Linked DNA regions of Mus musculus: regions 2, 3, 4 and 5 are each linked to region 1. The links are chromatin contacts, called in public HiCAR-type and promoter capture Hi-C maps. All regions are on one chromosome and are shown on one strand. The core of a region is the stretch at or near the end of the contact, and the rest is flanking DNA. Distances in the headings are between cores, read along the strand shown. Region 1 holds the start of Epb41l2 (erythrocyte membrane protein band 4.1 like 2). Region 2 holds the start of Rps12 (ribosomal protein S12). Region 3 holds the start of Arhgap18 (Rho GTPase activating protein 18). Region 4 holds the start of Stx7 (syntaxin 7). Region 5 holds the start of L3mbtl3 (L3MBTL3 histone methyl-lysine binding protein).

The links. Promoter capture Hi-C pulls out the DNA fragments that hold promoters and counts their contacts. HiCAR-type assays count read pairs that join an accessible place to other places.
Region 2: a contact with region 1 is called in a promoter capture Hi-C map of pre-B cells, with 4 times the contacts expected there. The contact joins the promoter of Rps12 here to the promoter of Epb41l2 in region 1. A contact is called at or near these places in 1 of 39 promoter capture datasets (pre-B cells) and 1 of 484 Hi-C or Micro-C datasets (regulatory T cells).
Region 3: a contact with region 1 is called in a promoter capture Hi-C map of pre-B cells, with 8 times the contacts expected there. The contact joins the promoter of Arhgap18 here to the promoter of Epb41l2 in region 1. A contact is called at or near these places in 6 of 39 promoter capture datasets (the 3T3-L1 cell line, the C10 cell line, hippocampal neurons and 2 more) and 3 of 115 datasets of contacts at active chromatin or transcription factors (astrocytes, large pre-B cells and pancreatic cancer cells).
Region 4: a promoter capture Hi-C map of pre-B cells shows a contact between it and region 1, with 4 times the contacts expected there. The contact joins the promoter of Stx7 here to the promoter of Epb41l2 in region 1. A contact is called at or near these places in 2 of 39 promoter capture datasets (liver and pre-B cells).
Region 5: a contact with region 1 is called in a HiCAR-type map of astrocytes, with 4 times the contacts expected there. The contact joins the promoter of L3mbtl3 here to the promoter of Epb41l2 in region 1. A contact is called at or near these places in 4 of 39 promoter capture datasets (the C10 cell line, hippocampal neurons, liver and 1 more), 1 of 484 Hi-C or Micro-C datasets (CD4 T cells) and 6 of 115 datasets of contacts at active chromatin or transcription factors (the 230-238 cell line, astrocytes, extraembryonic endoderm stem cells and 3 more).

What each region holds. Positions count from the first base shown.
Region 1 is chr10:25,358,479-25,361,088 of GRCm38.p6, reverse strand. It overlaps Epb41l2 (erythrocyte membrane protein band 4.1 like 2), which reads right to left and starts at 1,291. Exons shown (of 20, transcript NM_001199265.1): 1 at 1,108-1,291.
Region 2 is chr10:23,785,899-23,788,508 of GRCm38.p6, reverse strand. Rps12 (ribosomal protein S12) reads left to right here and starts at 1,300. Exons shown (of 6, transcript NM_011295.6): 1 at 1,300-1,353; 2 at 1,465-1,515; 3 at 1,629-1,745; 4 at 2,505-2,607. The coding sequence starts at 1,502. LOC115487513 (a small nucleolar RNA gene) reads left to right here and starts at 1,966; the gene lies at 1,966-2,039.
Region 3 is chr10:26,771,197-26,773,806 of GRCm38.p6, reverse strand. Arhgap18 (Rho GTPase activating protein 18) reads right to left here and starts at 1,295. Exons shown (of 15, transcript NM_176837.2): 1 at 1,111-1,295. The coding sequence starts at 1,223.
Region 4 is chr10:24,147,973-24,150,582 of GRCm38.p6, reverse strand. Stx7 (syntaxin 7) reads right to left here and starts at 1,294. Exons shown (of 10, transcript NM_001358563.1): 1 at 1,175-1,294.
Region 5 is chr10:26,372,773-26,375,382 of GRCm38.p6, reverse strand. L3mbtl3 (L3MBTL3 histone methyl-lysine binding protein) reads left to right here and starts at 1,311. Exons shown (of 22, transcript NM_001359254.1): 1 at 1,311-1,682.

The DNA.
Region 1 (2,610 bases), core at 42-2,541:
AAAGAAAGAAAGAAAGAAAGAAAGAAAGAAAGAGAGAGAGAGAGAGAGAGAGAGAGAGAAGAAAAGAAAAGAAAAGAAGAAAGACAGACAGGAAGGACTGAAGAAAAATGAGTGGAGAAAACTGAGACCGTTTTTGTTTTGTTTTGTAGCTAATCACAGAAACAAGAACATACTGCCCTGCACACCCCACATTTCACATGCAACAAAGTTCAAGAAACAGAGAGAATCTTGATTCCCAAAGGAGGAAATGTAAGTACAACTCCCCTAGATGCCACCGTGCCTACCACTCTCCCAGGAACCTTAAAAATCAGGGACAGCTGTTCAGGTGACAGATTTTCTGAAGGGCTTCCTCATTTTGTAAGGAAGCTCCACGGAGACCACTCCCCAAAATAAGACACCGGGGGAAGAGGGCGCTCTTCTAACTTCACCCCAAATAAATAAATAAAACTTGGCCCCGCCTGAGGCTGGCGTCTGGGGACATTTAATGACTAACGTCCACCGCAGACGTCTGGGGTTGAGGATGGGGGATCCCGAGATGCCAACCTCAACGCCACCGACTCGGTTATTTCCTCCTCGTAGCCCCTGACCTGCAGCTCACCTAAACTGCTCCCACCCCTCAGCTGCCAGCGCCGAGAAAAAGAAGCCATCGGGGGCGGATGGCCTGGTGTCCGAGCTGGAAGGCTCGCCGCAGAAAACGTGCGAGGGTGTCTGTCCTCAGCTCCAGACCGCACAGTGGGCGGCGGGGACAGAGGGTCGCCCGCGTTGGCCCGACCTGCGGCGCGCGTGGGGCTGGGTGGCTGGCGGGGCGCGCTCCCTCCCCGACTCCCGCAGAGCCCACGCGCGCCGCGGGCCCGCGTCTGGCGACCCTCGGGAGAGAGGGCGCGGCGAGCCCCCGGCACCCAGGATGGAGCCGCACGCCTCGGCAGGGCCGGGGCGCGAGAGCCCGGGGACGCCGCCGCGGTCCCCGCCCGGGAAGGAGAGAGACGGGCCCGCGGCCGCCCCCTCCCCCGCCCGGGATGGCCGTCCGGGCTTCCTGCCGGGGTCCGCTTCCCGCCTGCAGCGTGTCAGGACCCCGCCCGCCACTCCGCAGCCCGCTCGCCTCCTTACCCGGACACCGCCCCTCTCGAGCTTGCTCGCCCCGGGAACGCGTCCCGTTCCAGCCTCGGACGCCGCCGGCCCTCCGCACCCGCCGCCTCCACCCTCCTCTGGGTTTCAAATTGAAATTCCCTGACTGGGGCCGTCAGAGAACTCTCCGCGCAAGCCCCGCCCCCTCCTGGCGGAAGCCCCGCCCTCGTCCCCCGCCCGGCACGCCCCGGGCGCGGAAACCCCCGCGGGCAGGCCACGCCCCACGGCCAAAGCCACGCCCCCGGCGCCTGCTGGCGTGGGAGGGGGGCCTTCCCGAGGGGTTCGCGCGGCTCTCGGGCCCAGTGCCCCGCCGCAGGGGTGCGTTTCGCCCTCGGAGCGACCCTGGAGATAATGACAGCCAGTGCACGTGTGCGAGGCGTTCTTTCTGAGTATCTTGGCCTTAAATGCCCTCTCAACTTCGAAAAGTTCTTTCTTCGGAGTGCTTTCACTAACCAAACCTTCACTGGATGCCTTTTTCGTGGTAGACGGTAGAGCAGGTCCAGGAAACCGAATAAGGAAAGCCGGGTCCCCCCTCAGTCTGCAGTGAAAGAAGTGCTTTCACAGGATAGGCTTGAAAAGAATCCATTTATTCTTCCTGTGGGAGAGGCAGGAGAGATTGGGTAAACCCTGTGGAGGAGAGGCGCTTTGATGCTCAGCCTTACTAGTCAGGATATCTCCCGGCAGAGAATTGAGAACCTAGCTTGCAAAGTATAATGGGGATAAGGCAGTGACAAAAAATTAAAATAAAAAAATACACACACGTGATATGTATATATTATATATATGAATGATATAGATAGATAGATAGATAGTGGTAAGTTTTACACATTAGTACAATTAGACCTCAATCTCTTCTACTTATTTCATCTTTTCTGAGCATTGCATGTCAAGCTGTCAGAGTGGCAGCCCACTGCCTCCAGCATCTTCAACCCCACCCTGTGTTCTTCTAGTCATTTGCTTCCTCCCACCTCTAATAAAATCTTTAATGATTCACCTCTGCCAATTTCCTTCCTAAACATTGTAAAATTAGCAAGATCAAATTAACCATCAGTAGCAATGCCTTGCGTGTGGATACTTCCCAGGTAATGGCACACATGCAGGTGTTTTATCAGCTGGTTCCTCGCTATGAAAAGGGTACCTACATCAAAAAGAAAAGAGTTGGGGAAATAAATTACTTGCTAGAATCATCCTTGTAAATAATAAAATTATTGCTATAATAGCATTTGTTGTGTGTCAGGAACTTGAGTTGACTTAGTTGACTTCAGTCCCAGACGCTAAGAACACAAGGAGAGTTTGATAAGCTGTTTAATGAATACTGGAATCCTGATTACATACATTTCTAGCATAAAGAAGGCTTGGAATAATTGGTGTTGCTTTTCTGTTGCTATGAGGAAATGCCTGAAACAGATAACTTTGAAGAGATTTCCTCATGGCGCCATAGGCTTCTGTCCTTGGTCACCCAGTCCTTTACTTTGAATGGGTGGC
Region 2 (2,610 bases), core at 51-2,550, 1.6 Mb after region 1:
CTTATACTAAGGAAACTACTTAAACTCTACTTAACCACATTCTTTTCCGACTGTGTAATGTTTCAAAATCACTTCCAAAACAGCCAAAAGGCACGTGTGCCTTCCTGCTCTCTCTTCCTGTCTGAATATTCTTCCTGCACTTACCTGGCTGGAACTCTAGTTAAAACCTCTTTTAAATGCTGCCATAAACTCCAAATCCCCTGCGTTCCCACATCATCTCCACTCCCCAGCACCGTGGCATTCTGGTATGTTACTCTTTGGCTAAAATACTAGCTTTATCTTTTAAAATGCAGACTTTTAAGTGTCCGCCGTCTCTCATCTTTAAAACAGCACCATAGACACTGGCAGAAATACGCCCACAGAAACTAACCACCTATTAAATACTTTTTTGAATTGCAGGGGTAAGGAAGCAAGCATGAGGCTTTAGGGGTGAAACCCAAACGTTTATTGGAAAAGCTAAAACTTCCATCAACTTTCTTATATCCTCATGAAATTCATGAGCCCGACAATGATCACTGTATCCACCAGGTTGGCCATCAGAAGCTCTGGTTGGCTTCGGGGATATCTTCTGAGAGAGATGTCTTGTGTATTTGCTTTGGAAGTAGAAGAGCGAGTGATTCCTTCGAAATTAAAATGCATTTGTCGGCGTAGGCGGGAACTGGCTTTAAGATTCTGGAGTTCCACTCCTGGTAGCCGAATCCTCGGTGGAATTTAGTGACAGATCCACAGTGAGAGTTTAACATGTACCTCAGGGATCCAGTGTCTGCGAAGCTGCGACTCGGGAAAAAAACTAGGGTCATTACCTAAATGTTCATTCAGAACCGGTTGCATTCAGACCGGGATCTGACCTGGCCGCAAGGTCTGCTTAAACACGTTGCAAAGCAGTGGGGTTTGTGATCATACACAAATCACAGCCACTCAGAGAGGCTAAAAACCAAAGGACCAAAATGTGGACACACTCAGCCTAATCGGCCAGTATTGGCAACAGGAAACTTCACGATAAGACGTGGAAAAACTGCTTAAAACAAAGTAATTCAGCAGCGAAGAAAACGGCAGTAGTTTGGCTCCTCTCGTGTTCCGTAGGAGCGGATCGTGGGACCTCTGTGGTCCACGCCCCCTGGGCAAAGGCTGCCCGCTGCGATGCCTGCTAGAAATCCAGCCGCGTTCTTACCACGGACGCTCCTAAAGGCGGAAGTGGAAACTCCTAAGGCACGGCACCACCGGAGCCACCTCTTTAGTGGGAGGAGTTGCACATGCGCACAGAAGTCGAGCGGAGCGCTTAAATACCGTCATGCGGCCACCGCCGGCCTTTTCCCCTGCCGCCGCCGACTTGCGCGGAGGCGGAAGCTCGGGGTGAGTGTGATCCCAGCTCGTGCGCCGGCGATAGCGTGTCTACTGCGCCTTGGCTTCAAAAGTGAAGTACTTGGGTCTTAACGGGCGATTTACTGATGTTTTGTCTTTCAGTGCGTTCAAGATTCGGCGTCACCCGTGATTCACCGCCATGGCCGAGGAAGGGTGAGCGAGTGGGGCGTGGGCCTCCCGCGGGCGGCGCTGGTCTGGGCTTTTCTCCATGCTAGTTCCCCATCCCTAGCCTGCCGAGGGTCCTAACGTCTCTGTCTGCATTCCAGCATAGCTGCTGGAGGTGTAATGGACGTCAACACTGCTCTACAAGAGGTGCTGAAGACCGCCCTCATCCACGATGGCCTAGCACGTGGCATACGCGAAGCTGCCAAAGCCTTAGACAAGTACGTGTCTCAGTCTCAATACTGTGGGGTGTTGCAGCCGGAACAAAGACTGCAGCAGCCAAGGGAAGAGAGCGTGAAGTTCATGCTGTTAGCACAAAAGTTCTGAATGTCATCCGGCCAGCAGGAAACCTAGGAAAAGGTATCAACTCTAGCCCACTTAGGATGTGTGGGTTGCTGTGTGGATCGGGGATGACGAGCAGTAGTTTTGTAAAGCTACAGTGTTTGCATGATGACTTGAATTGTCGGATACCCCTTCACCCCGTTCATGGGTGAGAAACAGCTAGTCTGACAAACCTGTAGCTCGTGGGGATAGATAGTCCGGTAGTTTTGCTAGAAGATGGAAAAGGGGGGGGCATCATTATTTAGTTTGCAAATACTTAAACGACAATATTGTGGTGTCGGGGAAATCTAGCTATATCCGGGAGACTTGAGAACATGCATGGTTTATTAGGCTTATGCACGTGTATTCTACTGTTTGAGGTAAAGTCAGGTGATTTTGGATGCTGTTGTGAATATTTACAGTGCTTCCTGCACAGGACTGCTTTGGATCAGCTTTCAAGTTGGAAATACCCTGAAAGTGGTCATAGTTTCCTTTGGCCATAAATAGGTTTCCTATTATAATGTGTGGTATTGGTATCTAAGTTTGTACAGGGAAAGTGAATGGCTAGTCTGCAGTTTGGTACAGTAAATCCTGTGTGGTCAGGTTTACTAGCACAGTGAAGACCCTTGAAGGTTTCACCTTTGAGTTTTGCATTTTAGGCGCCAAGCCCATCTGTGTGTGCTCGCATCCAACTGTGATGAGCCCATGTATGTCAAGCTGGTGGAGGCACTTTGTGCTGAGCACCAAATCAACCTGATAAAGGTA
Region 3 (2,610 bases), core at 46-2,545, 1.4 Mb before region 1:
AATGGTTACATGTGTAGCCCCAAAGCAACCACTCCCTTTGAACTTTGGAAATGAGTTTATCCAATGGCCTCCATACAGAGGGCAACAAGTAAGAAGCAAAGTTCCCCAGGCAAGGTCTAACCTTTCCTTTGATTTTTCACACGCCCCACGCGGTTAAGGATTTGGGAAACCAATGAAAGAAGGCATTCTTTTCTTTGGAAGGCACAGGCGTGAAGTACCCAGGAACAATAAAGTGTTCATTATCACCTTTAATATCAAGATGGAATTGGACTTACTGATAACTTTTTTTTTTCAATCTTCCAGGCCAATGTTTGCAATTTCTATCTAAGACTGGAGATTACTGGTTTCAGCTAGGGAGAAGGTCATTAAGGCGAGAAAGGAAGAGGCAGGGGAAAAACCAACCTTGAAAAACAGAACAAAGTACACAGAGAGGCAGAGAGGACTCTGCGACTCAATGGTCTATAGAACGTTTGCCCTATCTGCCTATAAAGTGATTTTACATTAACCACGCTCCTTCTACCAACAGAGTACTTACTGCCTGCTGACAAAAACTCCCCTTTGAAATCCCAAGAGTGCAGGGAGGGGTGTGTTTGGCTGTGCGAGTAATCTACACACACTGAAGAATGCGAACAGCACAGCCACAGGCCACTGACTTGGGCATTTTGCCCAAGCGGTCTGCTTTCAGAGAGAGGAGGAGGGTGCCACTCTCAAAACAGCAAGAAGAGTGACCAGCCTCCCTGCTATTTGGCAGACTTTCCCAGCTAACAGTTCCAGCGGCGTTTTGAGCCCATTCAAGAATTCCATCTCCCAGAGAGTGTTTCCGATACAGTCATTTGATCAGTCAGTATTTGCACATGCACCTGCTAAGCAACTGGTCGGAGCGCCACAGAGTCACCTCCCACACACCCCCGCCCCCGACTCCCCCCATCCTCCACTGGTAACCAGAAGGGCTCTTGCACTCGAGTAAATGAGATGCAAAGAACTAGCCAACCGCCTATGTTGCAGCGTCAGGTCAGGCTTCAAGTACAGAGGTGATTCTCTCCGCTCTTGACAACTTCCCTGTCACTTTGTTCCTTGGGCAGGTAGAGGGTTTTTGTTTTTCCTCCTTACCTGGAGGTGGCTTCGTCGCCTCCCTTTACATGGCTGTCCCCAGCGACCTGGTCCTTGCCGCTGGGGTGGTAAGCAGTTAGCACAACTCCCGAGGAACTCGATAGCCAGTTCATGGTGAGAGAAGGGGCATAATTTCTGGGATTCTGACACAGAGGGGAATGAAGTTCCTGTCTCGCCTGACCAACTTGCTCATTAGCAAGGGCCAGCCCCTCCCCTGTCCGGGCCAGCGATTCACAGGGAGAGAGGCGTGGCCTCTCCCGCAGAGCTTCCTGGCCCTGCAGTTACAGGCTGTGTGTGACTCACAGCTTTGTTTAAACCCGGCAATCCCAGGCTGCAGCAGCCGCCGCTGCAGCAGCAGCAGTTGTTAAGGGGGCCTGAGGAAACCGTGGTTAGGACAGAGTCTTTTCCCTTCCCCATGTGTTACTACTACCTGATTATTTCTGCTGCTTCGCATCACTCAAGGAAGGCATTCCTTAACCCCTTCAGGCATTCGACATTCACCACAGCCAAACCAAGAAGCCCAATCAAAGGTCACAATGCCATCTGGCCCACCAGAAAGGCTTTGCTTTCCGCTACAAAATATACTGTGTTATTGTGTGCCCTGCAATATCAAGCACACCTTTTTTTTTTTTTTTTTTTTTTTTTTTTTTTTTTTTTTTTTTTAATCAAACACTATTTGGGAAAAATAAACTTTAAACTGTCTACCTAATGCCTGTTAAAAGTTAACAGTCAGCTGGGCTTGGTAGCGCAGGCCTTTAATCCCAGCAGAGGCAGGCAGATTTTTGAGTTCGAGGCCAGCCTGGTCTACAGAGTTTTAGGACAGCCAGGGCTATACAGAGAAACCCTGTCTCGAAAAACCAAAAAAAAAAAAAAAAAGTTAATAGTCAAAATAAGAAGTTCCAACATTTGCTGAGAACCTATTACTTTCCAGTGGTGGGGTTGGGGGTATGCCCAAGAATACTCCAGCTTGTGCCAGACACAGATACACACACACACACACACACACACACACACACACACACACACAGAGAGAGAGAGAGAGAGAGAGAGAGAGAGAGAGAGAGAGAGAGAATATTATTAGAAAGAGTATAGCCAGTGGACAGGTGAAATATCTTGACCAAAATAAGATAGTAAGTGCCAGGAGATGCCCACCTAGATACCGCCTTGTTTAGTCAACTGAAAAAAGCAAGTTCAAACATCAGTTTTAAAAAATCATTTTCTGGGTTTCCTAGTCCTAAAAATTAAAAACAAAAATTCTTGCTCTTTGATATATGTGACAATCTCAATTGAAACATTTTGCTTGATATATATTTTATTATTTTACACACACACACACACAGAGACACACACACAACACACATTTAGATGAAATAGCCCTGGCTGGCCTGGAACTTTCTGTGTAGACCAGGCTGGTCTCAAACCATAGATTTTCCTATTTCTGTCCCCAAGTGCTATTCTTAGAACCATACCTTGCTGCTGCTGCTGCTGCTGCTGCTGCTG
Region 4 (2,610 bases), core at 45-2,544, 1.2 Mb after region 1:
AAAAATCCACACAGACTTAACTGTGGGAGTTTTATCTAGCAGTACTAGTAGACATAGAGGTAATATTTCCCTGCAGTACTGGGGACTGAACCAGGGCCTTGTGCACACACCATTTAGTGGCATATAGCTCAACATAATTATTCATAATTTTCCACCAGCAGCGTATGGATGAACTTGGGATAATAATCAGAATTAGAAACGACTGTTAATCAGGAGCAGCATAAGAAGTGAGCTAGCTGAAGGAAAAGAACCCAGAGGTCAGTGAGTTAATACTGTGTTCTATTAACTTCCCCAGACACTGGGAAACTACAGCCTCGTTCTTAACTAGTCACAAGCCTGGGGGCCAACTTCGAAAGCAGCTTGCAAAGCCGAAGACCCATCGGCACCACAAGGCACAATTTAACAGTGTTATCAATCTCTGTTCACTGCGGCTCAGAGTACACCTAAAAGAAATGCCTACCTCCAACAGGACCAAACCAGTGTTTCACAGTTAATTCCTTTTATTTTCCTGATTGTGGAAAACTTGTAAATAATAATTCCTGACAAAATACGAGATCTGACGCAATCAAAAATTGATATATGCATATAAAATGCAAGCAAAATTTTAACAGCTATAAGGAAAAATTAGCATTTGACTGTAAAGCTTCCTTCCTCTTCCCACCCTCGTCCAAGCTTTTTTTTTTTTTTTGGTCTGAATTTAACCTAGAAAACACATATGCGAATTCTCGAAATACCTTGTTACCTTGTTATGTGTCTTGCATAAATCAATTGAAACGAGCACAAGGTAGGTCAAAGAAAGTTAGCTTGTGTGAGTAAGGCCAACAGCCAAGCAAAGGCCCTGGGCCGCGGAACGAACCTGTGGCCAGATGACCAGGGCCCATCGCGTTTCCCTTTCTGTTCTTCGGAGGAGAAGTTGACAGAGAATGGGAACACGGTCGTAGCCTGCCAGGATCTGGCGGTAGTATCCGGTCCCCAAGGCTCCATTGCCGCGCGCCCCGGTGCTCGCACGTCGCGTCCCGGAGTCCGGAGCGGGGCGTGGGAGCCCGAGAGGGAGGCGCCGGCCCTGCGCCCTGGGGAGCCCCGCTCTGCGCACCCCAAAGCAACCACTAGCGAGCTGCAGTTCTGAGGTGTCCCTCCCGCCCCCCTCTCCCCCGCCTCTGCAGTCTCCTCTTACCCTGACCTCGCCGGCTTCCTCGGCCACCTCCAGCCGCTGTCACCCGGGGGCCCACTGCCTGGCGCAGCCGGTCTCAGCTGATGGGCGGCGGCACAAGCACGCCCACTGCGCATGCTCGGGGCACAGCCCCAGGAAGGAGGAGGCGGGGCTTGCGTCTCTCCCATTGGCCAGTGACAGCTGAAGCTTGGAGGGACTGGCAAAATTGCTGGGGAGCCAAGCTCTGATGGGTGACAAAGTGATGTCTATGGGCAACAGAAGAGGAAGCAATACAATAGAGAAGAGCTGGGTTCTTTATTCGGAGGCGCCAGACTCCCTGGACTGAGGGAGCACTCTCAGCTTTTAAAGGTTCTGTTTCCTAACCCTCAGCTCTGTGGTAGACTTGACAACTCCATTTTTAAAATGTCACTGCAAAAATGTCAAGGCAATCCTAGCTAAAGCCCCGGAAGGATAAATGAAAGATAATCTCCTAATGCCCACTTGATAAAGATGTTTTCCTGGCTCATAGTTGGTATCGCATCCTTGAAATACAGGATGTGGTTTTCCCAGGCTTTAAGAGCACACACTGTTCCAACAATAACTCTTCAAGCATGTGACCTCTCGGATGAGAAACATCAGTTGTTCATGTGAAAGAAATACTTTGCCAAATTAATTAGAATAGATTGCCTTGGATTTGCCTATAATTAAGATGGTGTTATTTCTGGAAAGAGCATGAAAACACATGATACCAAAAGTTCGATAGACTTCAAGTGGAGGTAGGGGGAATCCATACTATTGTGAATCAGAACCACAGAGCAAACTGTATGTTGGTTGGTTTTACACCTGCAAGCATACGTAGATGACTTAGGTCAGACTCAAACACAGCGTCTTCTCAGTAGGATCCACCCAGTGGATCAAAGAACATGTACTCATTTAAAGTCATGTGATTCAGCTCGGGCCATGGTGAACTGTTGAGGTTTGCTGTTTTGTCCAGCACTGGAAATTGAACCAAGGTCCTTGGACATGAGAGGCCTTCACTCTGTCCTCTATCTCCAGTGGTTTTTGTTGTTGTTGTTGTTGTTTTTGAAACAAAGTCTACACAGGTTACCCAGATATTAACCTTGAACTCACTCTGTAATCCAGGTAGACCTTGAACTTGCAACCTGCCTCATCGTTCAGAGTACAGACCTGTATCATTGTCCCGGGTTGTTTGTGGTTTTGTTTTGAGGAATGAGGGATCAAACCCAAGGCCTCACATTTCAGGTAGTTGATCTACCCCTGAGTTCTACCTATCATCTCCACTGTGAACTTTTAGAAGTATTAGTCCATCATAGTGACATTGTATGTTTTCCAAGATACAGAGGAAATTCAAGTTTTTCTTTGAAATCTCTCCCTTTTTCAAAATTGTTTTATTTTTAAAAATCATTCTTTGACAAGGCAATAACCTCTAATAGAAAGTC
Region 5 (2,610 bases), core at 62-2,561, 1.0 Mb before region 1:
ACACCGGGTGCTGGGTGGCGGCGCTGGGGGGGGGGGGGGGAGCGCGGCACCGCGGGGCTGCGAGTCCGGGGCGGCGGTGGGGGGGAAACGCGGCGGAGCCGCAGCCTCCCCGGGGGCGCCGAGCGCGGTCGGCCTGAGCCTAAGGGGGGGAGGGGGCGGCTTCGGGAGGGGACCGCGGGCACGATCGGTGCGGCGGCGGGAGGACGCGAGCCCCGGCGCGCCGCCCCTGCGGCCCCCTCCGCCCGTGTGGCCTTTGTGCCGAGCGCGCACCGGGTGAGCGAGCGGGCGGGCGGGCGAGCGAGCGGGCGGGCGGGCGAGCGCGACAAGTCCAAGTACGGGAGACCGAGGCAGTGGGAAAAGAGGCCGGGCCACTTTGCTCGCCAGCCAGCTCGGCTGCGGAGAACCGACTGGTTGAATGTGGCAGAGGCGCGTCTCGCTGGCGCGGCCGTGTGTGTGTGTGTGTGTGTGTGTGTGTGTGTGTGTGTATGTGTGTGAGTGTGTATGTGTGTGTGTGTGTATGTGTGTGTGAGTGTGTGTCTCTGTGGCTGTGTGTGTCTGTGTATGTGTCGGTGAGTGTGTGTCGGTGTGAGTGTGAGCGCGCGCCGAGAGGCCTCCCTCCGCGACTCGCACCGCGCACACGCACCCGCACCCGCACGCACACCCGAGCCGCGGCGGGGCCGGCGGCCGAGAGTTTGCGTGTGTGCTCTCCCCGCTCGCCACCTCCCCGCTCCCCGCCGCCGACTGTGGGAGAATTTCCTAGAGATCGCCTCCAATTTCCGCCATTTTGGGAAAGTTGCACGGAAAAAAAAAAAGAAGAAGAAGAAGAAGAAAGAAATAAAGCCTCCGCTGGATTTTTTTTTTTTTTTTCCTCCTGCTGGAAGCAGGAAAGTGCTTTTAGGGAACGCGGCGGCGCGGGCTCGACACTGCCGTCCCCGCGGGGTGGAGGACGCGGGGCCGGGCCGGGCACCCGCACCGTCGCGGCGATCTTCTCCGCGCAGCGCCGCCGGTGCGGGCGCGGGCGTGCGAGCGAGGCGAGGCGAGGCGGTGGCGGGCTGCGGCGGGGGCCGTGGAGCCTGCAACTTGTTTACCGCCGCCCCGGGTGGCCGAGGCCGGCGGCCGGGGTCCGCCTCGCCACCCGTGCGTGCGCCGATCTGCGCTCATGGGCTACTGTCTGGTCCACGCTCGCGTCCTGGGCCCGGCGGGGCCGGCCTCGCGCAGCGGCGGCGGGGCGGGGGAAGTAGAGGCCGGCGGGGGTGGGGATCGGGAAGCGCAGGAGCGGAGGCATCCGCCGCGCGCCCCGCCAGCCAGCCAGCCGCCGGCCGGAGGAGGAGGCAAACTTGAGAGCGGCGGGGCCAGGGGCGCACTGGCGGAGGGAAAACTTTAATCGCCTTCTTGGGAGAATAGAAAAAGGGAAAAAGAGAAAAGGAAAAAAAAATCCAAAAGGCAAAAAAGTGCATGTGTGTGGGGGTTTCTAGGACCCGAACCTCACGATCGGATCTGATCCGATCACGGCCCACCGCGGGGCCGTGAGAGAAAGTTGACCAGCGTGGCGGCTTTCTTCGCGTCCGGCCGTGGTGTCTGTCTGTCCGTCCGCGCTCCGACCAAACGGGTGGGAGATCCAGCCGCACTGCCGGGTCGCGTGGGTCAGGGCTCTTGCCCCACCCTTCCACGGGGACACGAAGGTAAACTCGCTTTGGTTTTTCCTTCTCTGTCCTCCTGCAGCCACCGCCCAGCTTCCTTTTCCTCTCCTTTCCCCGCTGATTTATTTTTCTTCTTTTTTTTGTTTTTTTAGGGGGGGGGGACCCGAAAAACGGAGTCTCTTTCCTTATGCAACTTTCTCGGGCGCAGTTTGCTGGGCCCATCCCCCCCGCCTTCTGCATCCCTTGGCCCGCTCCTTTGCCACCTTGGGGCTACCGCCAAAAGCATGCATTTAAGATCATCCAAAGTGCCCAGGAACAAAAATAGATGTTAAAGAATTGTTCTAAGTTAAGGGAAACTGAGACGAGAAATAAGAAACCGGTTTGAGTGTGTGTGTGTGTGGGGGGGGGGGGGAGGTGCGTCGCCTGGGATGAGTGAGTTGAATTTTCATTTCAATTTTCGTAGGTGGTTGGTTATGATGCCTTTATTGGTGTGGGGAGCCCGGGAAGCTCTGTACTGGCTACCTCGGTTGCGTGGATTTTTGCGCAAGTTTTTAGAAAAACACTGACTCGAGTAGAGAGCCGGAAAGTTTCAAGTGCAGCAAAATAGTGAGCCTGCAAAACTGGCCAAGGGGGGACCTCTAGTGGTTAAACGCATCTTAAGTTCGAGAGACAAGACCAAAGTTTGGCCTTTACTTGTAGCTACATGCAGTCCGTTTAGACGTGGAAGTAATTAGAAGACCTGAGTTGCAGCCAGATGTGAGAAAGGATGCTAGTCCGAAATAGAAGTTTTGTAAATCAGAGAACAATGACGTCTAAGCTTGCGGACCCTGTGATTTCCATCCTTTCTTGCATACAGTAAGAAAACCAAAGCTTTTTATTCTGAGATTTGAGATTGACACTCCCTAGATAAGAAAGTTTGTCTTCTGTTTACCATCATCTGTACCTCCGTTTTTTTTTTTTTTTATTTCCC